Regions from separate parts of the Rattus norvegicus genome. Here region 2 is linked to region 1. Evidence: chromatin contacts called from public Hi-C data. All regions are on one chromosome and are shown on one strand. The core of a region is the stretch at or near the end of the contact, and the rest is flanking DNA. Distances in the headings are between cores, read along the strand shown.

Region 1 (6,787 bases), core at 3,085-5,584:
GAAACTAAATGACTCTCAATCTTTGATTTTTAAAGCACTGCTCCTTGCTAACCGTGTCTAGTTATAAAGCAAGGTACCATTGCCAAACCAAACGGAGAGAGACAGAGACTTCTTCAGTTACTTAAAAGGCATGAGAATAGCCACATCTGTGACTATTTCCTGTGGGGGAAAGATTCAGGTTAGTCATCAAGATTCCCATTGTGCCAATGTGATGCTTACATTCATTATAAAAGATAATTTTCAATTCATCCTAGCATCTTTGAGAATAGCTTCTTTAGTTATTAACTGAAATCAAACTTCTCACTCATTGTCCACTTTCAAAGCCTTGCATTTTAGTTTTCTCTTTTCCTTGGATAATCTAGGTCATGCTATTTTTCCAATGTACATTTTACCCAGGTTAAGATGGGATTTCTGTGAGGTGAATCCCCCCAGATATTTAAATTCCATTTCCTTTTTTTTTTTCAGGCATAAAACCATTTTCCCCCATCAAACTAATTTTTATTAGTTGGATTTCCACATTCAGGTCAGAGAGGAAAAATGGAGGGCTGGACATGGGTGGTTACGTCCTTTAGATCCTAGTGGATGGGAAAAAGAAGGCTGCCATTAGAGAAACAAGCGATTGTTTGCACCGGGCTTGGATCTACTGGCCTGTAAAGCAATTTGTCTTTCTCCAAACTTAGCTATGATCTTTCTCAAGCCACACCCCCAGACCTATTTAATGTTAAGTAAAGTGTGTGTGTGTGTGTGTGTGTGAGTGTGTGTGTGTGTGTGTGTGTCTGTATTCCTTAAACCAACAGGGAAGGAAGGATGGCTCACACAGCAGCCCAGGACAGCTCAAGTCCAAGGCCATGCCAGAGGTAAGACTGGCTCTGACCTGCTCTGCTGAAAGGTAGCCATGACCAGCCTTGGCAACTGCCAAGGAACCGAGATCCTTGGAAGTCTGCTGGGAATATGTGGTCTTCTCTAAAGTGAGCATGGAGCAGGTGACATTTGTACACAAGGGCTATGCAGGGTTCTGTTGTCAAGCCGCATCACTCGAGTTGTTGAACCAACCAACCAACACCATTAGCTGCTGAGTACCAGGATAAAATTGTTGTCAGAGTTTGGGTGCCCATGTGTGCAAAGCCACACGGAATGTTCGCCTGTTTACCAGAATTATGTCACTTCTGAGATCTAGTCATTTTGAATCCCAATAGAACATATTTGTGTTGTGTACAAATTCGAGTCCTGAGAATTATTTGCATCCCATCTCCTCATCCCTAAAATAATTGCATGCGGTTCATACATTCTGTTTTTCTCCAAGCACCTAATAGCTAGAACATCTTTTCCCTACTATGGCATCTTGACTTAAAAGTGGGATATTTGATGGGCACTTTAACCTGTCTGTTTTGCATTCATTTAGACTCATTTCTTCCTCAGCACATCAAAACACAAATCCGGTGGGAATCATAAAATCAAAAAACTGTTTAAAATCTCTCAGGTGTTTTGTTTGTTTGTTTGTTTTAGTCTAAAATTAAGTTGTGCTGAAGCTAAATTAATTTGAACCTTGAAAATTTACTTCAGAAGGAAGTGAAATCACAGACTTTTCATCTGGGTTCAGGAACTCTGATTTCTTCAGTCGAAGCACACGCACCCGGTTCTCAAGCATCCCACCAAACACACTGGCTTATTGAGAACTGACACCAGAGAAAAGAGAAGGCTTGGACATCGATTAAAGCTCACACGCACCAGGAATTATCTTCCTTGCACAAAACTATCTGACAAATCTACAGGAGAAATAACTCCCCTTCCTTGCATTGAACAGAAATTACGTGCCCCTCCTTGCTCCTCCTCCACCCCGGCCTGCCCTCAACTTCCAAACTCCTGATCGGCCCTGAACTTCCCATTTTAAGCTTGTTGCTTTAATGAAACTTGTTTTGCAATTTTTCTTTTGTCTACTTTCATAAAGGGAGAACTTTCCAATTCTTCGCTTTAAAAGAATTGTTTCTCTGGCAGTGCTCACCCTTTCGCCTTTGCCGATTATAACTGAACAATTAAACTGACCTGAATTTGATTCATTAGAGATATTTTCCAACAGACCAAAGTACACATGGAAGCAAATCGATACAATTATCAACTAATGTAGGGACATTCAAATTTTATATGAACATTTTAGCAAATATAATCATTAGAGAAGTTTTACGTATCATCTACTTTAATAAGTAATATTGTTCCATTTTATTCTCTCTCCCCCTGCAACTCCATCTTTAAAAAGTATTTAGAGTGACTCTTAGACATCATCTCGTTCTGTTCATAAACTGTCTTGTCTGACCCATCCCCATGTATGCCTCAACCAATGGTAGACAGCCCCCTTTCAAACCACAATCACACCAACATTGCTCCTTAAAAAGTAATAATGGTTCCTTAAAATTCTCCAGCATAGATTCATTTTTCTCCCATTATTTCAAATATACACATTGGATGGTTGTTGACATGAGTGTCTATACGAGGGCCACACACTGCATTTCACCAGCATGCCTTTAAGAGTCCCATCTGTATTCTGTCCCTTTATTCTTCGTTGCCCATGCTATTGCAAGGTAAACTGAGGCAAGGAAGAAATTGTAATGGCTATACTTCAGTAAACAACAATTCTGGATGCAGGTAACTTGGAATGCTAAGTGGCTTGTGGGTTCCCACCAGGGAACATAGGACATCACTTTCTATTGCGTTACATCTGAGGGACAGAATATCTGGTTGTCCTACTTATAACAACATTGAGACTCACTAGTTGGTACTTGTGTATGTATGTGTGTGTAGTGTGTGTGTGTGAGTGTGTATGTATGTGTGAGTGTGTATGTGTGTGTGAGAGTGAGTATGTATGTGTGTGTGCATGTATGTGTGTGTGAATATGTGTGTGTGAGTGATTTTGTATGTGTGTGTGTGAGTGTGTGTGTGAGTGTGTGAGAGTGTGTGTGTGTGAGTGTGTCTGTGTGTGTGAGTGTGTGTGTGTGTGTGTACATGATGTGCATGTGGTATGAGTCTGTTGGTATGCAGATGTGCACAGAGGACAGAGGAAGACATCCACTGTTCTATCATTCTCTGCCTTATTGCTCTAAGACAGGGTCTCTCACTGAACTTGGAATTAGGCTGGAAGCCAGCAAGCTCCATCAGTCTCAGTTCCACCTCGTGTGATATTCTGGCTGCAAGTACATATGGCGGTGACTGGCTTTTTATGTACATGGTGGGGACCCAAATTCAGGTCTTCCTGCTTGCCCAGCAAGTACACCTACTCACCAAGCAATCTCATGTTTACAGTTTTTTTAACTTTATATTTTTAAAAGGTAGGAACTATATAAACTATATTTTTTAAAAAATAGGCCTTTTAACATCCCAAATTCAACAGTTGCTTTTCAATATAAGCCTCACCACTGAAAACAGTCATGTCTTTCAGTGTAGTGTGATCCTCAATCAAAATTTGAAACACCATTGAATTTCAAAGTATATGGGAATTTTGTCATATATAAATAAAGGACCCAGAAAAATAAATTCAGATTTTATCATAATCAGTCTTTTACAAAAAAAAAAACTGTTTTGGAAATGAAAATGCTCTCTGACTGTCACCATTTTGACTGAACATGTTCTGTTCAGATTGTTCAAAGGCAATACCATAAAATAACATATTTTAATATCACAGAAATGTTATATTTAAAATTTTCTTTAAATGAGTCTGGTAGCTCTCCCTGAATCTTCCTGAAGAACCTTCCCTTCCTCCCCCGTCTTTATCGGGAAGAGAAAGATTTACTCTGTAAAAATCAATATGTCGACCTGTTTGATTCATTTCCACTAAAAAGATTTGTCACTTCTCAGAAATGAAGATTAACATGTTTGTGGAGTAGCTAGGTGTTTTCAACAATGGAACATCCTGAGAACTGGGTCAGGGGCCAGAGTGGGGGTGTTCTTGATCTATTTTAAAACATTATGCAAAACAAAACTTAAGAAAATCGTTTTCAATAGTCTTGTTAGACTACTCCAAGCTAGATTGTTTTCAACTAAAACACCTTTTTTTAAAAGTCATAAAAAGAGACAAATGATTCTTGCATGAAAATTTATAGAGGATTTCACTTTCCACGGTTTTCATATTTGGTTTTGGATCAACTGTCTTACAAACCATCCATATCGCCCACACCAAGGGGAGAGCTCGACAGTCTTGTATGTAACTGATAGGCAGCAGGGAATTTTTTCGGGCAGCAATTGTAAGTTTTCCTTGACTGCCAACATCTGCTTGCTAACGCCTGCACACATCCCCAGAGTGCTGAGTTTTGTAAACATTGTTTGATGATGACATACTGAAAATTGCAAAAGTGTGTCTCTTTATCCACACCCAAAACCCTCTGAAGAACAGTTCATAGTTTTAGACTGTGGTCAGCAGGCTTTGGGGGAATTATTTGAGTTTCTTAACTCAAAATTAAATGGATCTTTTATTAAAAATAAATTCCTGAGCTATGCTTACAGGAAACGAGATGGCCACAAGCCACGAGGTCAATTCTGAAATAAAACGCTACAGAAATAAAGGTTGTTTCTTACCATTCTCCTGATAAGAACTGCTGCAAACTGAGAGGGGGTATGATTTCATAGAATTAAGCGTATGAATAACCTTGCAATGCATATATAAGTGGCCTGGAAACTATTCCTTTGACTTCTGTAGAATTGAAGACTCTACACTGCTCTACGGTGTAACATTCTGGCAAATCTCAACATTCTTTTTCACAGGCTAGAATGCAGAACTGAGCAATGATGAAAGGAACGCTGTAGTTCTGAGATTAAAGTTTAAACATGCAGTGAACGCCATCCTTCCAGCTAACTAAAATCTATAAGGCTGTCACCAGCAGAATCTAGGGGGATGATAGGAAAGGAAACCTTACCCAAGCTGGAGAAGCCTTTTCTAAGTCAAACACTTACAAAGCCATAGGGATTCATGAGACTGTGGTATTCACATTTACATTCAAGTCCCTCACAAATTAAATAGCAAAAACACAAAATAAAACAGTGAACCAGCTTTTTAATGGGAAGGAAGAAACAGTAGAGACAGAATGTGAAGAGAGGGAAACTGTGAACTTGTCGTGAGCACCATGCGTGTAGCATCTGTATATCCTGCCTGCTTCTTATTTTCTGCATCCAACTCCCTGTGCAAGAAGGACACCATGACCGGAAGGACCCAACATTTGTTTACTTGCAAATAGGACAAAAGCTATCATAGAATAATAAATAAAAAGGCTAAAATGAAAACGACAATGAGTTCCTTGTGTATTATACGATTGACAACCCTGCCTCCAAGAATAAGGCTGAAGAGCAACGGAGAATGGCTCCAGACATCGATATTGAACTCCACGTGCAAACAAACACATGCACACCTACACACGTGTGTGCCCATATACATGCAAACATTCATACATATGCCTACTCCACACATATACATGAAAATGGAGAACTTACTTTTAATTATAAGAAAGGAACTTAAGCTCCATGTAGACAAGGGTATTATCTTATCCCCGGCTGTGTCACTGACATCTACAATTTAGAGTAAGTTCTCTATAGCAAATAAAGCACTGATGAGCATTTTAAGTGATAAAAATGAGATAGTATACTTTCCCCCAACCTATCATTCAATTAATCCTTATGATTAGAAAAAGGTAACTTTTATTGGCCAGGAGACATTGGAATGCAGTTTAGGGAATGCTGACGTGATATTGAAAGTATATTAATTAAACAACGGAATGCTCCTTAAACAGAATAACTATGAACTAGTGACACCCAGTCTTCATTACACTGACCACAGATCAAGCAAATTGATTGTAGACAGGAGCTTTGTTTTTTCCCATTGTTCTGGTCTCTGGTAATTCCATGGGTGGTCCTCCTGGAGACAGTTTCTGAGACAGCTGAGTTACTCAGAATGCTGTGTGGATAACCAGTAGTCTAACATGGAGAAGATAGCTTATGATAATTGAGTGTGAACTTAGAACCTTTTAGAAAAGTCAACAAACAGAGTGTCAAATCACAGCCATCATTCCTTGTTCTTTAGCAACGTCTCCCAACCAACATTTGTCTGATGAAGCGTGGTCACTACACATTGGCCACCACTGGCTTTCTAGCTGCCTAGATGCTGATTGGATTCTAAAAATTCAGTACAGTCCTAAACAGGGAAAGTTGTATTTTTACAGCTCTTCAAGAACCATTCATCTACTCGACTAAACATTCTCCACAAACGCTAACTGCACTTGGTCGTCATTCCTTGTAAATGCAGAAATGATATTACTCAGGAGAACTGTAAAGTCAGTTTCTCTTTGCTGAATGAAAGCCATGTACTAGGGCTTTGTACTAAGGCTTCCTCTAAAGGGAAGGCTGTAGTGGTACTCTAATGGAATTTAGACATTTCAAGCACATCACTGACACTTGTCTTCTACTTCCAACATGCCACATGTTCCACAAGCAATGTCCTGCAATCCATCAAGGCGTCCCATTGGCCACAAATTGAATTCTTTTTGGCTACAGTTTTCACTGGTGAAGCAAGGCTTGCCACTCCTAACCTTTAAACCTTAGAGACATTTGGAGTTTGGAAGTGTATGGACGTCTTTACTCATCGGCCACACAGTGCAAAGGTCAAGCACTCCATGTCAGTTTGAAGTGAAAGAGCGCTCTGCGTGGCTAAACTCACTCAACCGGCCCCAACTGTATTTCAAGAAAATCGTAAGTCATGTTCAGGATCATCGTTTATATATGCTTGCAAAACCTAAAGGCAACCCTTAAAGAA
Region 2 (6,499 bases), core at 3,141-5,640, 320 kb before region 1:
TATAACCGTGAGTGCATTTGGTTCACTTTTGTACTAGCATTTTCTGAGATGTTTCCAAGCCATGGAAGCCTTTATGTTATTATGTGTGGAAGCTACGAAGTGCCATGTATGGAATCTTGGACTATTTTGGGTAGCTGCAAGATGTTTTAAATTCTTTCCTTGAGGTCTGGTCTCCACAATCCACTTTGTAGTATCTCAAAAGAGAGTTGCTTTCATCCCCTGTCAGGAGGTGTAGAGAGAAGCCATGCGCAGTGTGTAAGAATCAGAAGATGGCTTTTCTGCAGTCAGAGATGGTTCTTGCCTTTACTTACCCAGCCTATTCCCTCATGATATCAGTAGTCTGCCTTTCTTGGTTATCTCTCAGTAGATGCGTTTTCCAAGAGACTCAAGTCGTTTGATATTGAAGAATTGTTGGGTTCACATGAGCAAATCCCGAAATGTATTGATGAGGGAGGAGTTTTCATAACCATTGATTGTTGTTCCTACAACGGCTGTCAAAGCAACTCATAAAGTTTGTATTCTTTCTTTATATTTTCTATGGGTAGTAAAGAGGGACAAAAATGACATGAGTTCAACCCATTGCCCTGTTTATAGGTCTAGGCGGGAAAACACGTTATTCCCAGGATGAGAACTTAATAAAAATTTCAAGTTGTAGGGGCTCCTCCTGAAAAAGAAAAACACCAAGGATCTCTCATCAGAATTTAAAACTATCCCTACTATTGTGAAGGACTGAGGACCATCATGGACCTACACATATGAATGTTGGGTCCCTCACAAAATGGTCATGTATTTGTCTATATCCAACACATAGCCGATATTATATTTTAGAATAAAAAATTAAGTTATTTGTTTGTTTATTTATTTGTGTGTGTTTGTACATGTGTGTGCTGGTACCTATGGAGGCTGAAAGAAGGTGCAGGAATTCCTGGAGCTGGAGTTAACAGGTGTTTGTGAGCCACCTGATATGGGTGCTAGGAACTAAACTCAGGTCATCTGCTAGGGAAGCAATCACTCTTATTGGCTGAGCCATTTCTGTGTAATTTAAATTGTCTCTACTCTATGTATAATTTTTAGCAAAATGTATGTGCTATGTAAATATCTTTTATACTGAACTGTTTGGAGAATAGTGATAAAGAAGGTGTCCACACACACCCCTGTCACCCTCCCCCCACTCTCACCCCCACCATCAAATACATTTGATTCACAGTTACTGGATGTTTACAGGAGTCTGACTGGTATTCATATCTGTCTTTCAGATGGTTACAGCTTTAAACCAGCTGAAAATTTGAGAATGCAACCTTGGGCCCAGCCTGCTACCTTAAAAAATGTTATGGCCGTTGACTGAGTGTAATGAAGCCCAGCTGTTGTGGTTTCCTCGCTGCTAGTTCTAACAGTGCACACAGAGCTATAAATCAAGGAGACACGGAGGAAAGAAACTGTCTGGGTCCTCTCTTGATACCTGCACCTCACTGTGGTGCAAAGTGAGACTCACCAACTCAGGTGGCCAAAACAAGCAGATGTTTAGCACAGCTAAGTGTAAAGTGTTGGGGAAGTGACTTTATAGGCCTTTGGCTGAGATGCTCACATTTGAATGTCATACACAGGAAGTCATCAGGTAGTGGAATAATATAAACAGACCTTACCTCATGAAGTGATTTATTTTGGATTCCTGGCAGCAGCAACAGCCTCTAGCACAAAGGAACATAAGGACTTATTTCTTTTATTTGAGAGATTTTTCCAACTGGTAAGGGCTGTCTGTCATGAGGGAGTGGGGGCACTGCTTCCTTAATTATAGAACGTATTCATCATCAGAGGGACAACGTTCACTCATGGCAGTAACAATTCCCAAAGTACTCATAGCGCTATGATATCCAGCCTCTCTGATAACCTGCGGAAGGAGAAGGGATCATTGTCTAGAGTGAATATGTGGGGAAACTGAGGTACCACAGGGCAATCAACAAGTATGCCCAAAGCCACAAAGTGGTTAAAAAGTAGAAGAGAAATTGAAGTGAAGTCTTATGAGATGGGAGCTCTTTCTACTCTGTTAGAATGTAGCCAGTGGGGAATGAGGTGATCTTACATAATGATCAATACAAGAAGATGCAGCAGTCTTGGCTTTGTCTTAGTCTAACTTAAAAGACAAGGGGATAGGTCTTATGGCACAATGACTGACAAGCTTGCTCAGATTAAACTCAACTAGTAGCGTTGTCTTACTTAGATTCCAGCTCTCAGTATACCACTTACTATGTGATCATTTCCTCCCTAGTCTCCAGTTTCCTAATCTGTGATGGGATGACAGGAATCTTTCCTCATTAGGCCAGTTGTGGAGATTCAGTGAGGTAGTAGCATTTGCAAAATACTCAGCGTTGGGCCTGGTACAGTGTAAGAAGTCTGTAAGTTTGTTAAGGAAAAAAAATAAAACTAGTCTATTCATCCTGTTATTTTGTGGGTATACTGAATTCAGGAAGGGTAAATTAAACATTTATGAAAAAATGAGAATGATTTTGCAGTAAGATAGGTAAGATGGTGGAAGTCAAGTGTAGAGGGAATGGCTGTAGACTGTTCTATGCCAACCCTTCTGAAGGGGAAAGAGTGGGAGATCTTCAGCTTGTACACAGACACTTCTTGTCTCCATCTAACCTCCAATTTTTAAATAAAAAAAACTGTCTTTTTAGTTCTTTAAGTCAATAGTGTAGGTATAAACGCTCCCTTTAACAAGATGAACAGGCCCAGTCAACTCCCCCAACGCCAGGACCAGAAAGTCGCCTTGGTTTCTCGCTCTGCTTATTTTAGTCAGAAACCAGCTTTGACCCAGGGTGTTGGAGGGAAGGGATTCGGGGAATCTGGAACAAGGTGGGGACTGATCAATTGCAAAAACCAGACACCGTGGCCATAAAAAGGAGACAGGAGGGAGGAAGGCTGCGAAGTGAGTCATCGTGTTTCCACACCGGACGGTTACCTCATTGAGACCGAGAGGAACAAGATCTGCTGATAGGGTCATTCCTATCTGTCAGATGGCAGGAGGAAATGAGTATGCCATTTGGAGGACTTCTTCTAGGATGTTTCATTGTATTCTCCTCCTCGCTGGATTGTAGTCTTTGTTCTGGGAGAAAAAAAAATCCCATGAGGATAGAATTCTGGTCTTGTTGATCTGGGTTCAAGCTCCCTGGTCCCTGGTGAGCTCTTCTCACATCTTCTCTGTTCTGCCACTCCACTCCACAGAAATGTACATCTGGTCCTGAAGAGATTACTTAGCAAAGAGATTGAGAATCACAGAAAAAGGTTAATGGAGTAACACTGCTTCTTCCTTTATAACATGGATGTCGTTGGCCCTGGGCTAGAAGCCACATGAGCCCCAGGCCTCTGTTGCTTTGGGTGAATAGGAAGCTTCAAGCTCTCATGTGTCCACTGTAGACAGGTGAGACTAAGGAATAAGAACTGGTTTGACTCACACTGCCTGTCTCAGATAGTTCCTCTGTTAGCTACTCTGGGGTCACTAAGCGTCTGTAAAGTACCAGTAGAAAGGGATTCTGGTCAACCCAAGCAGAAGTCAATTTGATGAAATATTTAGAAGTAGCTGAAACAACTATACTCTATGTGTTTTAAAATCTGGACATAAATGAATTCATCACCTTGGGATAACAGTGTGAGATAGTTTCCATTATTATCTCGTAGGTAAAAGAGCTAAACTAATCAAATTCCCCTGACACATGCAATTTGACCTCTGAAAACTGCTTAACTGTTACTATGGAAGTCAGTCATGATGATATTGTCAACCCCGGTGCTAGGCAACATTGCTTATGGTGAGGCTGACACTTGATTGCAAATTGTTTCTATACCAGGAGCACACAAATCTGTGTTAGGAAGCTACAGTTTTGGGCTTTATTTAACTCTTGGAACTGGCAATGCCCTTATTGTGGGGGGACCTGTGCTTACAGATTAGTTGCAAGGACTGGCACTAGATCTTTGTGGAGAGTAGAAGGCACGAGGGTTATTAAGCCACAGGAATTCCTGGTTGGTATAAATTTTAACTCTTGAATCTTACTGTGTTGACCATGGCAAGGACTCCTATGTGGGAGAATATCTGATAAACTTCCAAATAAACTAATGCCAAAGGTGGAGTCTGTTGCTGTCTTGTGAGTTTGCCTATTGATTTGAGCCCAAGAGAGCAATGATGAGTATTGGATATTGCTTTTACCTGAGGCAGGGTGATGAAAACCTTCTGTAACTCATGGTCACGCGGATGACAAATGATAGAGCTGTATTCAACCTTGGGCACATTGCCTCCTAAACGGTTCACCAGGGCACAGCTTCCTGGAGGAATTTGCCCTAGATATTTTAGCTCATGGGTCCTTCAGCTCAGTGTGCAAATTCTTGGGGCCTTACAAACAACGAGTGCCACTGTTGCTGAGATCAGACAGGGCTTCAAGACAGATGACTAACGGACAGTAACCTCTCCATGTATTTCCTGTTTTGACTGCTGTTGTTATTATGAACATATATCACTATGGGGAGCTGCCAGGTGGCCAGATCTCACAAATTCCTCTGCCAGATGTTAAAGCACTCATTCATCTACTCTCTCTCTGCATCACCCATTTGACAGCATGTCGAGAAATCTGACAATGACATGACTTGGCAGTACGTCATGTGATGTGAGGCAGCAACCGTTGCAACTCCTAAGTGATGGAAGTCTTCAGTGGCTGGAGATGCTGGTGCAACTCATGGTGAACAATTAGAGATAACTGGGAGAGACTGAGGGGAAGGACTTTGGAGAAGCAAGAGTTTTCTAGGTCATAGAGACAGCTGGGGTTTGGTCACAAACAGGCTCTGGTTGTAGTAGAAATAATGGTTCGGGTGAAATTTGGGATAGGAGACAGAGCAAGATGACAGTATAGGCTGGGCGTGGGGAGTATTTAGAACCAGCTCTTGAGTCCCAGGTGGGATTGGCTGGAGAAGAGGGAGGGAAACTGAGTTTGCATTTACTGAGGACTTCAGGAGAAGCCACACAACTCCAAAAAATATGCCTGGATCACAGTAGATGGACAGTGACAGCTTGGGGCTTCTGGGATGGTCATGTGGTTCAAGTTCAAGATGGCTGGGGCCAGGGCAAGGGTCCTAACACTGGGTGTTTTAGAATCTACCTCTTCCCCATACACTAGCCCTTTATTTTGTTGGCTATGTTCTCTGGGTCTTCTTCCTGATCACCTCAAACTTGGGAATCTTTTCCCCTTTACTCTCAACTCCAATATTCCTAAGATTCACTGGTTCCCTGGTTAGCTAATAAATAAATTCACAGAACACTAACAGTAACACCGATTAGTGATGGAGATATTTATCTGCTTCAAAGAATATATTTTTATTTAGCCAAGCCACAGGAACAAAATGTGGGAATTTCAGATGTTTAGCCATTTCTACTGGATGATGGGAATAAGCAAGAGGATTTTTGTCTCAAGGAGAACAATGAAATCTGGTACTGTTAGGTTAGGGCCACCTTCAGAAAATGATGTTTTTTCTATAGGATCTTAACGCAGTAGGGAAGAATGACCAAGTGCTTTAGAATTCACAGTTTTCTGCCTTTCCTGTCTGCCGGAGATTCATATTTGGTTCATTGGAGTGTGGACTTTCCTGTATACAGCAAACAAACCAAGGCGGGGGTGGGAGTTGGGAGTGTGTGTGGGGGGAATATCGGGAAGAAGGACTTTCAATAGCCTCAGAAGCCAGACTAATTTGAGCTATACAGTGGGGAACTGGGGCAGAACAGGGGCTGAGGGGGTGGATGAACCGTACAGACTGGATGTCATGGAAAGGTTTTGGTCTATCTGTGAGGGCAGGGGGGATAGCAAGTGCTCAGGAAGCAGCTGTCGTTTGTGTGAAGAATATTGAGAATGGCAGAAATCAGAAGTAATGGATTTTTAAAAGATAACTTGGTGTGCATTAAATATGCACTCTGCCCCTTGGGCTTTTTCTTTAGAGCTTGGGTATAGATTTGAATTACTTTTGTAGTAATGTACTTATGTAGTTTTTGATGGACAGCTGTTCCTTTGGATGTGGATTCCATATTGCGATCCGACCATAAGGTTGTCTGGCACTCACAGGAAGAAGCAAATTACAAAATAGGCAATGGGAAATTACTCTTGAAGCCAGAATGGGTATCCTAGAGTCCCACTGTTTTACCCCTTGTCTCCTGAGATGCTGGCTCTGAACCCTGGGACTCTCAAGTGTCATTTGAGATTACTCTCTGGATATACACCCTCTGTCATCTTCCAACTCTGGGAGTCATACAATTCTAGCTTTGCTTCATTTTTAGTCACAAGCACTGACCACGGGAAAAGTAGACTCTTTCAGGTTTCACACCAGGTTGCTACATTTGGGAAAAGGTGCCTGTGGCCTTGAGCCACTCCCTACCCTGGGCCATGGGGTGTGGTTTTTGTGAATGGAGCCCAGTGTGGTTCTAGCAAGTCTAGGTAACATGACCCAGTCTGTGTCTTGCCTCAGAGTG

Evidence for each region. Hi-C and Micro-C count contacts between places; a contact is called where the count stands out from the background.
Region 2: a contact with region 1 is called in a Hi-C map of the A7r5 cell line, with 3 times the contacts expected there. The contact joins two enhancer-like sites. A contact is called at or near these places in 3 of 12 Hi-C or Micro-C datasets (the A7r5 cell line, the Rat2 cell line and liver).

What each region holds. Positions count from the first base shown.
Region 1 is chr9:80,865,723-80,872,509 of GRCr8, reverse strand. No RefSeq gene overlaps it. Among named protein-coding and RNA genes, the nearest start is that of Fn1, 150 kb to the right of the region's middle. Within about 2 kb of position 4,334, at least 9 of the 93 cell types and tissues checked have an H3K27ac peak or open chromatin away from gene starts, as enhancers often do. A contact at or near this core is called in the A7r5 cell line, where this site is marked.
Region 2 is chr9:81,184,737-81,191,235 of GRCr8, reverse strand. No RefSeq gene overlaps it. Among named protein-coding and RNA genes, the nearest start is that of Mreg, 100 kb to the left of the region's middle. Within about 2 kb of position 4,390, at least 3 of the 93 cell types and tissues checked have an H3K27ac peak or open chromatin away from gene starts, as enhancers often do. A contact at or near this core is called in the A7r5 cell line, where this site is marked.